Linked DNA regions of Mus musculus: all the other regions are linked to region 2. A link is a contact called in public ChIA-PET and HiChIP or PLAC-seq data. All regions are on one chromosome and are shown on one strand. Each heading gives the region's core, a stretch centred on a gene start, on an enhancer-like site or on the middle of the called end of the contact. The rest is flanking DNA. Distances are from core to core; before and after follow the strand shown. Region 1 has its middle 81 kb from the start of Gm35280. Region 2 holds the start of Cul1 (cullin 1). Region 3 overlaps Ezh2 (enhancer of zeste 2 polycomb repressive complex 2 subunit).

Region 1 (3,970 bases), core at 1,101-3,600, 120 kb after region 2:
TGATCATGAGACAACAGTATTATTCCTTGTTTGTTTCAACAACCATATTTGGCCTAGTTACACCTTTTACTAAAATTGTGTAAAGGTAGATAGTTAAAAGCATATGAGGTCTATAAACACTTTTGCCTATGAATAGCTGCTCTGTGGATCTTCTCAGCTACTCACCTGTGGTTGCTGTTGCTTGTTTTATTCATTTTTTTTATGTAACCTGTTCGTTCTTATTACACATTTAAGCATTCAGCTCATACTATCCCCACACCACTTTAGTTATACCAGCAACCACCACTACCTGCTCAGGATAACAGCTGCCTTCGGCTTCATTGTCAGTCCTTCATTGCTGTAACGTGGTTTTTCCTTCCTTGTATATCAGTTTTGCTTGGGGGTTTATTCTAGGTTAACTTTTAAATTTTGGGGGAGAGATGGCTTAGTGTTTAAGAGCACTGACTATTCTTCCAAAGGCCCTGAGTTCAATTCCCAGCAACCACATGGTGGCTCACAACCATCTGTAATGAGATCTGACTCCCTCTTCTGGAGTGTCTGAAGATAGCTACAGTGTAATCCTATAATAAATAATTTAATCTTTTTAAAAAAATTCTAAAAAAAAAAAGTTTAAATTTTAGTTAGTTTTCTTTGAACACTCCATCAAATCTGCACAAATCCTATTACCATTCCCTTGCAGAAACTGTAGTTAGTCAGACAGTGTTTCCATGCAGAGAGGAGATATTCTCTCCCAACCCCCTCCATGTCCTTCCTGATCCACTCTATGGTTCTCTGGGTGATGAAATGCTCTTCTCTTTATTGCTTTTCTGTAGACATCCCTTCTGTGTTTTTTCTTGGCCCTCTGTTGTATATTTTCTAGGAACTTCCAATAAAATCTAGACAAACATATAGTCTGAAGAGTATGTATATTAAGCGAAACTTTGCATCTCATTGATGGTATGGGTGGATATGGAATTTGAAAATCCTTTTCACCCCACCTTCAAGCCATTTTTCTTCTTTCTCAGTATTCCTGTTTTCATGTGGGAAGTTCTATTTTCCTGTGGATGCCCAGGCCAGTGTGGTGGAACCTTTGTTTCCTATGTTGGTAAACTTTAAAGGATCTGTTCTGTTTCTTTATGTATACACGGCATGTAGTACCTTATTCGTTTATTTTGTTTATTTTTATTTGTTGTTCTGAGCATGTGGGTTTTCAAGCAGCAATGCCTTTCTGGTAAATTTGCCTTTTTTTAAAAATTGTTTTTATGTGTCTGTGTCTGTGTGTGAGTATGTGAATGTGGCATGTGGTGCAGGAACCCACAGAGGCCAGAGAACACTGGATCTCTTGGAGTTACCCTGACATGAATGCTGGGAACCCAGGCCAAAGGATATGGAAGAAGGAAACTTCTGCCCTCACTCTTGCTAGTGAACTCATCTCTGCTACTGCTAAGGCATCCTTCACTGGTGTCAGAACCTGCTTCTTTGGGCATTCTAAAGAAGAGTGAAGGTAAACACCCCTCTAGGAACCCTCTAGGACTTCAGTACCAGATTGTAACTGCTAAGACGTCCCATGGACGGAACAATTACTGGCTTTTCCATAGGAAAGCAGCCATTGTTGGCCTATCCAGACTACAGTCAGCAAGTCAGTCTAATAAGTCCTACTCCATTAAACACTTTTAAATTTTTATTATTTTAAATTATGTGCTTGTCTGTGTGCATGTAGGTGCCTGAAGAGGACAGAGGTATCAGATAGATACTCCTGGAGCTGGAGTTACAGACAGTTGTGAACTGCCTGATGTGGGTGTTGGGATTTGAGCTCAGGTCTTCTGGAAGTATGTGCTCTTAACTAGTGAGCCATTGCCAGTCCAATAATCCCCATAAATTCTGTCAAGTCTTTTCCTTTAGAGGTCCCTAATATATAATGTTCCCACATGAAAAAAGCTTCAAAATGAGGAACTGTAACTTCATTTACTAGTTAAAAGTACACGCCTCAGGTAGCAACAGTAAACAACAAATCCCTTTGATATCACACACAGAATCCAGGGTCAGATCCACCCATGACCTTCACGTTTTTCTCTCATTTATCTTAAGTTCCTTATTAGTAGAGCTTCACAGTATCTTCTTCCAGCTTATTCCTCACCCTTTAAAAAAAACCATCAATGAATCGAATGAGTAACTGTTGGATTCCTACTGTATCTGGCAATAAGAAAGACACAGGGAATCAAAAAAAAAAAAAAATCTCCAAAATAAAAATGAAGGAAGAGTCAGAAAACCAGTTCAAGTATGTCAAGTGTGTCCTTCTAGGCCACAGCACTTCCTCACATACTGTTCTTTCTGCTTGGAATTCCTCTCTTATCTCATTTCTGGCATTTCTCTGGGGGAGTCTGAATCCTCTTTTAAAGCACAGATCAAAGCTTGGTGTGGTAGAGCTTATCAGTATTCCCAGGACTCAGCAAACTGAGATGTCAGGATGGAAAGTTCAAGGCCGACCACACACACACACACACACACACACACACACACACACACACACACACCACACGCAGGCACACATGCACGAATGTATGCACCAAGCACTTCCTCTGTGTCAAGGTCGAACTGGAATTGGATCGCCTTAGCTCTGAGGCCCCGTCATAGGCTTGTTCATAGTGACATGCTGATTAGCTGCTTTTGTGGTGTTTATGCAGTGGCAGCACAGCTTTGTCACCCACCTGTGCAGCCAGTGTCCTCCTGTGGCTACCTGGTGGTGGCATCATTGTCCTTGTGCAGCATGTGCCTTCCCTTGTGCCAGCTGCTGTGTATATTCTACTTGCAAGTCAGGGTGACATCCCCTTCACCTGTTGGCAGTTTCTGAGCCAGCTCAAGTTCTCAGCTGGCCTTCTTGGACAGATCCCCTCTCCCTGTGTTAGGTGGAGCAGACACCAGGATGAGACTCAACACGACGAGGTTTTATTAGTGAGAGGTGCCTGTGTGGGAGGGAGATGACTGAGGCTAGGGTGAGCTATTATACAAAGTCTACTCATAAGAAAAAGGGGACAGAAGCCCCGATGTGCTTGTTAGCTCATACCAACCCATGAAAGCTGCCGCTTAAATTTTTAGAAATTCTATAAATGGTTATTAAGCATAAATGTCATAAAAACTAAATCATATAAACTGGCAACACAACATGTTCATATAAAAAGACATTTCTTATTATTTTACAAACCTTATTGCTACACCTACATTCATTGTCACTGTTTGGTAGTGATACCGCATGGGAGCGGGGTTAGGACCCGTTTTTTTTTTTTTTTTTTTTTTTTCCTATTCTCTTCTTTTACTAGGTGTTGTTAGCTTGAAATCAATGGGGACGGGGCCATCTGTACCACAGAGATTGGGAGGCACCTTTGATAAGGGTATGATTTATTGTTTTGTTGATTGTCAGGCTGGAGGAAATGAGTCACTATGTGTGAGGGGATAGGGTGGGGGAGGGGAGGGAGAGGGGGTGGGGTATTGGGCTTTGAAGTTTACTAGCTTGGCCTCACTTCCTATCCACTCTTGCTTTCTGACAGTGTGACCCGCTGCCTCACGCTCCTGCTGACATGTTTTCCCCACCATAACGGGCTCTATACCCTTGGACCACAAAAAATAAACCCTTTCTTCCAAAAAACAAAACAAAACAAAACAAAACCTACAAAAACCCACTCAGGATTATTCTTCCAGTGTTTAAAAATCCTTACTGATTGAGCAAAGAATCCACTCACGTCATTGTCTAACAAGTTCTGATATGCAATCTTGTTTCATATTTGCCTTGTCCATTTACATAAACTGTTTTGTCACCAAGTATTCACATTGAAGCTATGCAAGGTCATGTCCCCAGGTGTGTGGACTGTCTGTCCTGCATGCTCTGCACACTGTGCTATTGTGTATACATATCCTTTGCACTTCTAAGCTAAGTTGCTCACACATCTGTGAGGCAGAGGTAGGCTGATAGAAGCACCTGAGGCTGCTGTTAGCC
Region 2 (4,294 bases), core at 724-3,223:
AGTAGTAAAACCCTAGGATTAGTCCAAAAAAGAAAAAAAAAATCATTCATGGTACCAGCAAGATCATGTTCTGTTATCTGAGGGTTACAAAGTAAAGGACTTAGTCTGTGTCTTCAATGATTTCATAGTCACATGTATGGGAAATAAGCCTGCACTGACAAAATTAATTAGCGCAAGAAGGTGGAGTTCCCTGAACAACAGAGTCTATGTAATATCTAAAGACACCTGGCCAAATTAGCTCAGACTTCAGATGTATGTGACATACTAGGAATTTGGGCCACACCTTCCAGGGCCTGACCATAAGACTCAGGAAAGATGTATCTTACAAACACCCTAGCCTATCTAAAATTGGTTGTCTTTTGGGCAAAACAGTTTTTTAAAGATGATGCCAACAGGGAGGAAAGAGAAAGGTTAGCATTTTTAGAAAGCACTTTGGTCTTTTCTCCCAGGCTTAAGGCTTAGTAAATGCTCCCCAAAACCTCCAAAAATGGGCAGAATAGAAGATAAAACAAGCCAGTGTTGTGTTGCATACTCAGAATTTAAAATGAGCTATAACTGTTTCAACTTACTATGGGAAGCAACAAATACAAGTTTTAAGTAAAAAGAGAAATCTTAAAGCCTTCTCAAACAAAGAAAGACCTCATATCCTTATTTTCCTCAACTACACTGGCTTCTTCAGAGTGTTAGGTTTAGGTCCTAAAAATTGAAGTAAAAGGAGCTTAGTTCCTCTTTTGTCACCCCAGTGCCTTTCTAAAACAGTAATCATTTATTCCATTCTTAGCTTTTGGCTGTTTTAATGCTACTCCAGCAAAGAGCAAGTACACACAGGGCAACTAAAAGCACTTGAACAACTTGACTGCATTTCGGCATGCGTGCCCGTCCCACAAACCCCCAACGACTGTGAACTAACCACAAGTATCAACAGTGACCTCTCAGAAAAGGGGAATCCTCCTTTTTTGGCATACCTAGCTCCCTTAACTTTGGGGCTTAGGCTCAAGGAATGAGAGTGCAAGTGTTCCTTGCTTTCTTAGTTATCTCCTGAGTAACAACACAGTGCACAGGTGACAGAAAGAGGGGGTTCTCAGGGCCACGCGGGATTTAAGAATAGAGGCCCGCAGAGTCTACAGCCCCCGACTCAGTCCTCCTGGCCCGGTGCCGGGTTACCTTTGGGGTCAGAGCGCGCGCTCCCGCCGGGACCGGGGACGCGCCGAGGCCGCCGCACAGGGAGGGCCCAGTTCGACTGAGGAGAGCTGGCGGACGCCCGGGGGCTCCGTTCCTTTGGAAAAGCACACCGCATCCCGGCGCGCCTTGCTCGGCCACGCTCCCAGAGAGAACGGAGCCCGGCACCACTGTTACCCAATAATCATGCCCCGCACCGTCGCAACAATGAGTGCCCCCGGATCCCCGAGAGCACGAGTCCCCCGGCCCTGAGCCACCCCGGCCAAGCGGAACCCCCAGGGCCGAGGGGAAGGGAGGGGTGGCGCGTGAGGCGCCGAGGTCGGCGCCACAGGCCGCGGTGAGTCCGGCTTTTTCCCAGTGCGTAGCCAGGGCCTGGCCCTGCGAGTCCCGGCCCAGGCCGAGCCTGGCCGGCCGGGTGACTCAGGCCGGGCCTGGCCGCTCCGCTCCGCCCTCGGCGTCCTACGCCCACGACTTCTCCGGCCCGGCCGCCATTCCGCCTAGCCGCGGCGCGGCGCCTCAGGCCTCGCCGGCAGCCCGGGCTCGGACGCCGCGGCCCGAGTCACTGCGACGCCGCGGCTCCGCCGTGGCCTGCGCTGCCTCCCGCCACCGCGGCCCGAGCCGCTACTCACCCGCATCTCCGGGCGCCCCCCGACGCTCGGGCGACGGCGTGTAGTGCTCGCGGGGCCCGCCGAGGTCTGGCCGCGTCCCTCAGCGCCCGGGCTGCCCCGCCTGGAGCTGCGTGCGACACGGCGCCCGCTCCTCCTCCTCCTCCCCTGCCCGCCTGCCGGCCCTCCTCCTCCCGCCGCCGCCGCCGCCGCCTGCACCACGCAACCTCCGCCCTCTCGCCGTCCCTCCGCCGCTCCCCGCCCTCCCGGCTTCACCGGCTCTGGCGACCGCGGGGCGAAGCCGTGGGGGAGGGAGGGCCGGAACGCACCGCCATCGGCGTCCGGGGCGGGGGAGCCAAGAAACCGTCGCCGCCATCGCCGGGCCTGCGGCGGCGCGGGAGGGGCACGGAAACGGCCCCCCCAGAGGCCCTGGTCACCCGCTTCGTGGCCAGGACCCGCTTCGCGCGGGCATTTCTACCTGCGAGCCATGGCCTCTGCTTCCCAAACGCCGAGCCGGGTCCTGCCGGACGAGCGGAATCCTCCGCCAGGTTTTCCCGCCGCCCTCGCGTCGGGGCGGCCTCTCGAGTGCCGGCTTCCCGCCACTTCGGACTTCTCGTGGAGACCGAGCCGAGGCTGGGGGCTCTGACCTCTGAAGACACTTCCGGAAGCGGCTGTGGGAGAGGGGCTTTGAGCTCCCCTGCCCCTCCCCTCCATGCACCTCCCGGGAGCTGACATGGGTCCCAACTGCACTGATCCTGGCTGGTGTCTCCTGTCCTGGAGTTGAACCAGAGGCAGTATCCCCAACCGTGAGATGAGAAAGTCAAATGGGCAGGCGGACTCAAGAGAAAAGTGCTACTGCTTCACCGACCCCCCTTTCTACCTGCAGGCCTTGGAGATCCTCCTGCGGAAACCTCCAGCTTGCCCACATACCCACGTGGATGTGTGTCTCCCTCTTTAATACTTTTCAGCAGTGGCCTCCCTTCCTTCTTGAGAGCCTTTTTTCACTTTCACTGTATATGGTTTAGTTAGGGAGAGTTGGGAGTTGCGATTCCAACCTGGGATGGCATGAAGTAGTATTCTTACATCTAGAATAATCTCACCCATTGGAAATCAGCTGCTGTCATCTTGTGCTTTGTAATATTCAATTGTAAATTTGGCAACACCCCTAGCCACAGGTGAGAGGCTGGAGAAAGAATGGATTTACCCCATACCTTGTTAGAGGCAGCTGTTTTAATATCCTAGCTTAGATCTGCCATTTAATTCTGTGAACTAGCAAGGGAAGATTTTCAGTTAGCTCATCATCTGGGCCAAAGATGTATTTGATGTAACTTCTGTAACTTTTCACCAAACTAGAACACCACAGAGATTCTTTCTAATGCACCATTTCGGGGCAGAAATCCTCAGCAGACCTGACAGGTCTCAAATCCACAACTTGAGTAACCCGTGCTTCCTCTCAAAAGAAAGTCCCACTGGTGTGTAGTCCAGCAGTTCTCATTCTGTGGATGGACACCCGTTGGACAAACTTCTATCTCCAAACACATTTACATTACGATTCATAGCAGCAAAATTACAGTTATGAAATAGCAACAAAAACCATTTTCTGATTGGGGGTCACCTGGTGAACTGTATTAAAGAGTCACAGCATTAGGAAGTTAAGAACTGCTGGTTTAGTGTCTTCTATCGAACTGTAGCTTTTTGTCAACATCTATTAAGTATTTTTTAGAAGTGTTGTTTCTGCATGTGTATACCAAATTATATTATCTTTACGTTTGTCTGGGGAAAAGGTTTTTAATTTGTTTTATGTCAAACACCTCAATAACTCATTCAAAAGAAACATGTTTTTAGTAACTTTTCTGTAGACATATGGTAAGGGTGGAGATAAATGTAAGGCTTGTTCCTTGTATATTTTGGCTTTCATTTTAAACTGGATTCCCATGTATTCATAGAAAACAGTTTACTTCCTCTCTATATTTCCTAATCTGTTGTCTTCAGTCTCACCAGTCTATATGGTCTCCTTTCCTGTGATTTTTCACCTCTGGATATGAGTTTGTATGTCAACTTGAGGGTTTTCTCCAACCCATTTTGCCTTAATACAAGTATTTAATCTATCTGAATCCACTCCCTGATTCGCCCTGCCTCCATTCCTTGTTTTAAAGTATCTTATTTACTGTCAATACTATCATTTTCATTGATTTGTTCATTCACCTGTGTCCACTTTGCAACCAGGTGGCATCTGTTCTGAGCAGATAACCCTACCTAACAGGATAAAAAGATATAATAGTAACTTTCATGCTCAAAACACTCTTCATCTTCTCTGTCTCAGCAAAATGGATATCTCTTTGGATGAGCCAGTTTGGAAAGAGAGTGACACCAGAATCAAAGCTCAAAACTGTCCCAAAGGTCTTTATCAGGACAAAGTCAATGGGATTAAAATCTCTTTGTAAATTAGAAACAATAATGAACTGGAAAAAACGCAAGTTTTAGATTAGCTATTTTTAAAATAGCTATTT
Region 3 (4,015 bases), core at 168-2,667, 110 kb before region 2:
TCAACTTTGGTAAAGTCTCTAACATGGTGCTTGGCACATAGTAGGGTGTGTTAATTTTTCTCCCTTCCCTGCAGGCCACTCACCTGCTCTCCCTGTACGATTTTCCATAGCACAGTTTTTACTTGGAACCAGTCTTCTGCCAAGAGTCTCAGTTTGGTTGTGTACTCCTACAACTACTACTTTTGACTTGGCTTCCTCTCCAGCCACACAGTCGCCTGTTGTACCAGCTGGGTGGTGTGAGTCCCCAGCCTCAGAGGAAGCTTGTTACTTTCCAGTCAGCTGTGTTTCTCTGACAGTGTGCCGTCCTTGGTAACTTGGTTTTCTTTACCACTGTTAAATTATCTGTGATCCTGAAATTGGAATTAGAATTAGAAATTTAAGTTGCTAAAGTAGGCCACCTAGAGGTATAACTGAGCGGGCAAAAATGCTCTGGTGAGGTCAACAACAGCTTTTGCACTGTTTTGAGCAATATGAGTATTTAAAGAGTTGAGAGCGAAACACGTTCAAAGGAAGTAAAGTTGCTAAGTAACTGGGAGTTTTGTATAATTTTCTGTAAGTCAACACATAGCATTCCCAACTTGTTTTACCTGCATTGGCTGTGGCATTTCAGTATCATTTCACAAGTGAGGACGGTATGGTTGTAGCATGGCTAGAGACTGTGTGGGGTAGGATCCAGAGGTGCTGCAGAGAGCTCAGCTTCATTCTCCACATAGGTGTCCTCAGCTCGGAAGGAACTGAACTTTCTGCCACAAACATAGTCTGTTGACACCATAAACATATGTTTTAAGACACTGCTGAATATTGTTTTGAGGTAGAAAGGTAAAAATCCTACCTTTCACCTCAGATGCTCTTCCCCTTACAGAGCTTGCGTTTCATCCCTTGTTGACTTGTGGATGACTCAGAACTTTGAAGTGGTGGATATCAGAAATGGGGTGGAGATATTAGACTGGGGGTGTCATTTGTGCTATAGCCCGTGACTTCCTGTTTTCTGTGCTTCTGTGAGTTTCCAGCTTTCATTTAGTATATATTGATTCTGCAAATCAGTCATCCCCTTAGCTAGTGGTTGAAAAGAATATTTTCTGTCTGACTTACACATGACCTTGGATTCATATACTAACACAGGTAAGTCAGGGCTGGAGAACCAGTCTGTCCCTCTAAGCTATAAAGACAGCTTCTATGTAGAATTAATTTATTCCCACCAAATATAAAACAAAAGTTAATAACTTTTTTAAGAAATGAAAATTGTTTTATATTTAAGATTATTGGATAATATGTGATGCTTTATTGAGTAATTAAAATCATTTCATACTTAAATTTACCTAGTCAGGTTGAAGGAAAGGAAAATGTGCTAGGGATAGAGTAAGAGGAGAGTTGTTGGTGATAACCCTGTGACCTTACTGGGTGTGGTCACATTCCACATAGCAGATACTATAAGGCTCTATAGTGACTCTTCCCTGTGAGCTTCTGAGAGCAAGAACTAAAGCACAGTAAACTGAGGAAGTTCTTGGATGTTACAATTAGACTTAGTTTTTAGTCCTGCCTTCTAAGTTAACTATCTTCCTAGGAAGATTTAATTTCTGGCCTCCAGTCCCATTTGTGGATTGTGATGTTAAAGTTATGTCATAAGGTGATAACAAGAACTACTTATGATTATGAATATAAGCAGTTACTTAGCATGGTGATTGAAACACAGCATGTAATCAATAAATGTTGGTTCCTGTAGTTATTGGACTAGCAAATGGAGGGATGAGGATCTGTGAGTGAAGCCAGTTAGTAGGAAAGAGAACATTAATAAGCCATTCACACCTTATTTACTTGACTTTGAGCTTTTGGTATTGTTATTTTTCCTTTGCCTTGTTGGAAAACACCTAAGTAGACATCACTATCTTTGTTCTTTGGAACAACTTTGTCTGTCACTTTCACTTCTGTTAGGAAGGAGTCATCTTTGTGTGCAGTGTGCACTGTGATGGTCAGAGTACCCGAGCAGCTATGTAGAACTGAAGGCTTATAGTATCTGCTATGTGGAATGTGACCACACATGAGGGACACATGAGTACACATGTAGGCTTATGTGGCCTGTGTGCGAGTAATCTCACCTCATCCAGTCCCAGTCTTGCTGACTTGGAAACACCCTACATAAATCTCAGACACTGACTCTGTATATCGTGTGTACATATGTGACTGCCATGAGTTCAATTTATTTTGTTCTATTTTTATTAAAGATCATCAGTACATATCTGAGGTATTTTTGAGACAGCCATGGAGGCTTGACATTTGAGAATAGAACTCTTAAGAAAAGCTGGATTCCTCATCAGGATAGAAAGCAATGTGGTTATCAGGGCACGAATTTTTACCACATTAGAATCAAAGTTGCAAAAATGTTAACAATTTTTAACCAACATTTTTTTGTTTAAGTCACTGTGGTAAGAAGGCATTATGTCACAGTGTAATTAGCAGTTTTTTCCTCTGTGATACAGGAAGAATAGTGTGCCCTGAAGTCTGATAGAGTGCCTCAGTTGTGAGACAGAATTCCTGTGAGATTACAGTTGGGTAGTCTGTCTTGCCTTGGGCTAACAGTTTCAGGAAGGAGAGATTACAGGAGTGACCAAGGCTACAGCAATTTCCTCACTCAAGCCTCATAGCCCACAGCTACCTTTGCCCCCTGGCAGAGCCTGCAGTTTCTTCCTCTAGAGAGAAGCTGTTCCTCGATATATGCATTAATTAACACAGTTCTGTCTGTTGGTGGAGGTCAAATTCTGTCTCTTTTTGAGGCCCCAGAAATTTAGCATTAAATCATTATTATGATAAATAATACAAAATGAATTTTAAGGGAAAGAAGGTGTGTTATAGAGATGAAGTATCATGGCACTGGGTCAGAGCAGTGAGCAGAATCAGGCTTGCTGTGTATATTCCATGTATGATCTTGAGCAAACTCCTTGTCCTTTCTTTACTGTAGTTTTTTCATTGCAAAGTGGGGTAAGTGCCTTCAACTAGAGTCATAATAACTATGATAAAACATTTACTGTGCTTAATATAGTGCCTTACATGTGAACAGTTAGATGCTATAAAGCTGATTAAAATGTTTTTGCAATTGAAACTCATCTGTTACTCTTAATCCATTATTTGATAATATATAAAATATGACATTTTTAAAAAGCAAGAGAAAAGATAAGGTTTAGATATACCATAGTGATATCTGCCTGTAATCTTAGCATTCACAGCATCTTTTAGGCTGAGGCAGGAGAATTGTGAATTTGAGGACATCCTGGTCTACAGATTAAATTCAATAACAGGACCCCATCTCAACAAACAAAGAAATAAGATCAATGTAATTCATAATCTTAGGACACATTTGGTATATATAATATATTCTAATCTATGTGCTTGAGTGATCAGAATTAAAAATAAACTCAAGTGTTTAGAGAAAACGTGCTACAGATCAGGCTTCTGAGGCTAATATGAATATAGTTTTTGATTTTTAACTGTTACTGGTAAGTATGAGAAAGGCTGGAGGGGATTAAAAGCTTGCAAAAGATGGAGAATGTCTAAGGAGACACCTTAGAGAAAAGAGGATTCTTTTTGGATTTTATGAACCTTTGCATCATAAAAATTATATCCAGAGTTACAGCATCTGTTCACAGTATGATGACCAACCATAGCTTAAGGTTGATCTTTTGATTTGTAAGAGGAAGTTTTTATTATTTGTGTTCTGTTTTAGTGTTCAGTCACCAGTGACTTGGATTTTCCAGCACAAGTCATCCCGTTAAAGACCCTGAATGCAGTCGCCTCGGTGCCTATAATGTACTCTTGGTCGCCCTTACAACAGAATTTTATGGTATGTAAGTAATGTAGCTTTTGCTTGTTCTGCTCTCAAATGTCAGCCTCCATGGCTGTCTCAAAAACACCTCAGACATGTGTTAGATCTTTAACTAATAAAAATAGAACAAAATAAATTGAACCCATAGCAGTCACATATGTATACTCTGAACCTGAACAATATATATGTTAAACTCTA

The links. ChIA-PET counts read pairs in DNA pulled down with a chosen protein or histone mark. HiChIP or PLAC-seq counts read pairs in DNA pulled down with a chosen protein or histone mark.
Region 1: a contact with region 2 is called in an H3K27ac HiChIP or PLAC-seq map of trophoblast stem cells, with 46 read pairs. The contact joins the enhancer-like site here to the promoter of Cul1 in region 2. A contact is called at or near these places in 8 of 39 promoter capture datasets (the 3T3-L1 cell line, 3T3-L1-derived adipocytes, Sertoli cells and 4 more), 18 of 484 Hi-C or Micro-C datasets (CD4 T cells, the G1E-ER4 cell line, the N1E-115 cell line and 14 more), 13 of 115 datasets of contacts at active chromatin or transcription factors (DN3 thymocytes, VIP interneurons, bone marrow-derived macrophages and 9 more) and 2 of 9 other capture datasets (liver and macrophages).
Region 3: an RNA polymerase II ChIA-PET map of effector CD8 T cells shows a contact between it and region 2, with 45 read pairs. The contact joins the enhancer-like site here to the promoter of Cul1 in region 2. A contact is called at or near these places in 7 of 39 promoter capture datasets (the 3T3-L1 cell line, 3T3-L1-derived adipocytes, the C10 cell line and 4 more), 1 of 15 datasets of contacts at CTCF or cohesin (the NIH/3T3 cell line), 8 of 115 datasets of contacts at active chromatin or transcription factors (bone marrow-derived macrophages, effector CD8 T cells, embryonic stem cells and 3 more) and 4 of 9 other capture datasets (adipose tissue, liver, macrophages and 1 more).

What each region holds. Positions count from the first base shown.
Region 1 is chr6:47,336,806-47,340,775 of GRCm38.p6, reverse strand. No RefSeq gene overlaps it. Among named protein-coding and RNA genes, the nearest start is that of Gm35280, 81 kb to the right of the region's middle. Within about 2 kb of position 2,350, at least 24 of the 459 cell types and tissues checked have an H3K27ac peak or open chromatin away from gene starts, as enhancers often do. A contact at or near this core is called in the G1E-ER4 cell line, Sertoli cells, granulosa cells and 1 more, where this site is marked.
Region 2 is chr6:47,451,998-47,456,291 of GRCm38.p6, reverse strand. Cul1 (cullin 1) reads right to left here and starts at 1,973. Exons shown (of 22, transcript NM_012042.4): 1 at 1,809-1,973.
Region 3 is chr6:47,557,998-47,562,012 of GRCm38.p6, reverse strand. Ezh2 (enhancer of zeste 2 polycomb repressive complex 2 subunit) reads left to right here. Exons shown (of 20, transcript NM_007971.2): 4 at 3,719-3,835. Among named protein-coding and RNA genes, the nearest start is that of Ezh2, 35 kb to the left of the region's middle. Within about 2 kb of position 1,417, at least 59 of the 459 cell types and tissues checked have an H3K27ac peak or open chromatin away from gene starts, as enhancers often do. A contact at or near this core is called in effector CD8 T cells, embryonic stem cells, extraembryonic endoderm stem cells and 2 more, where this site is marked.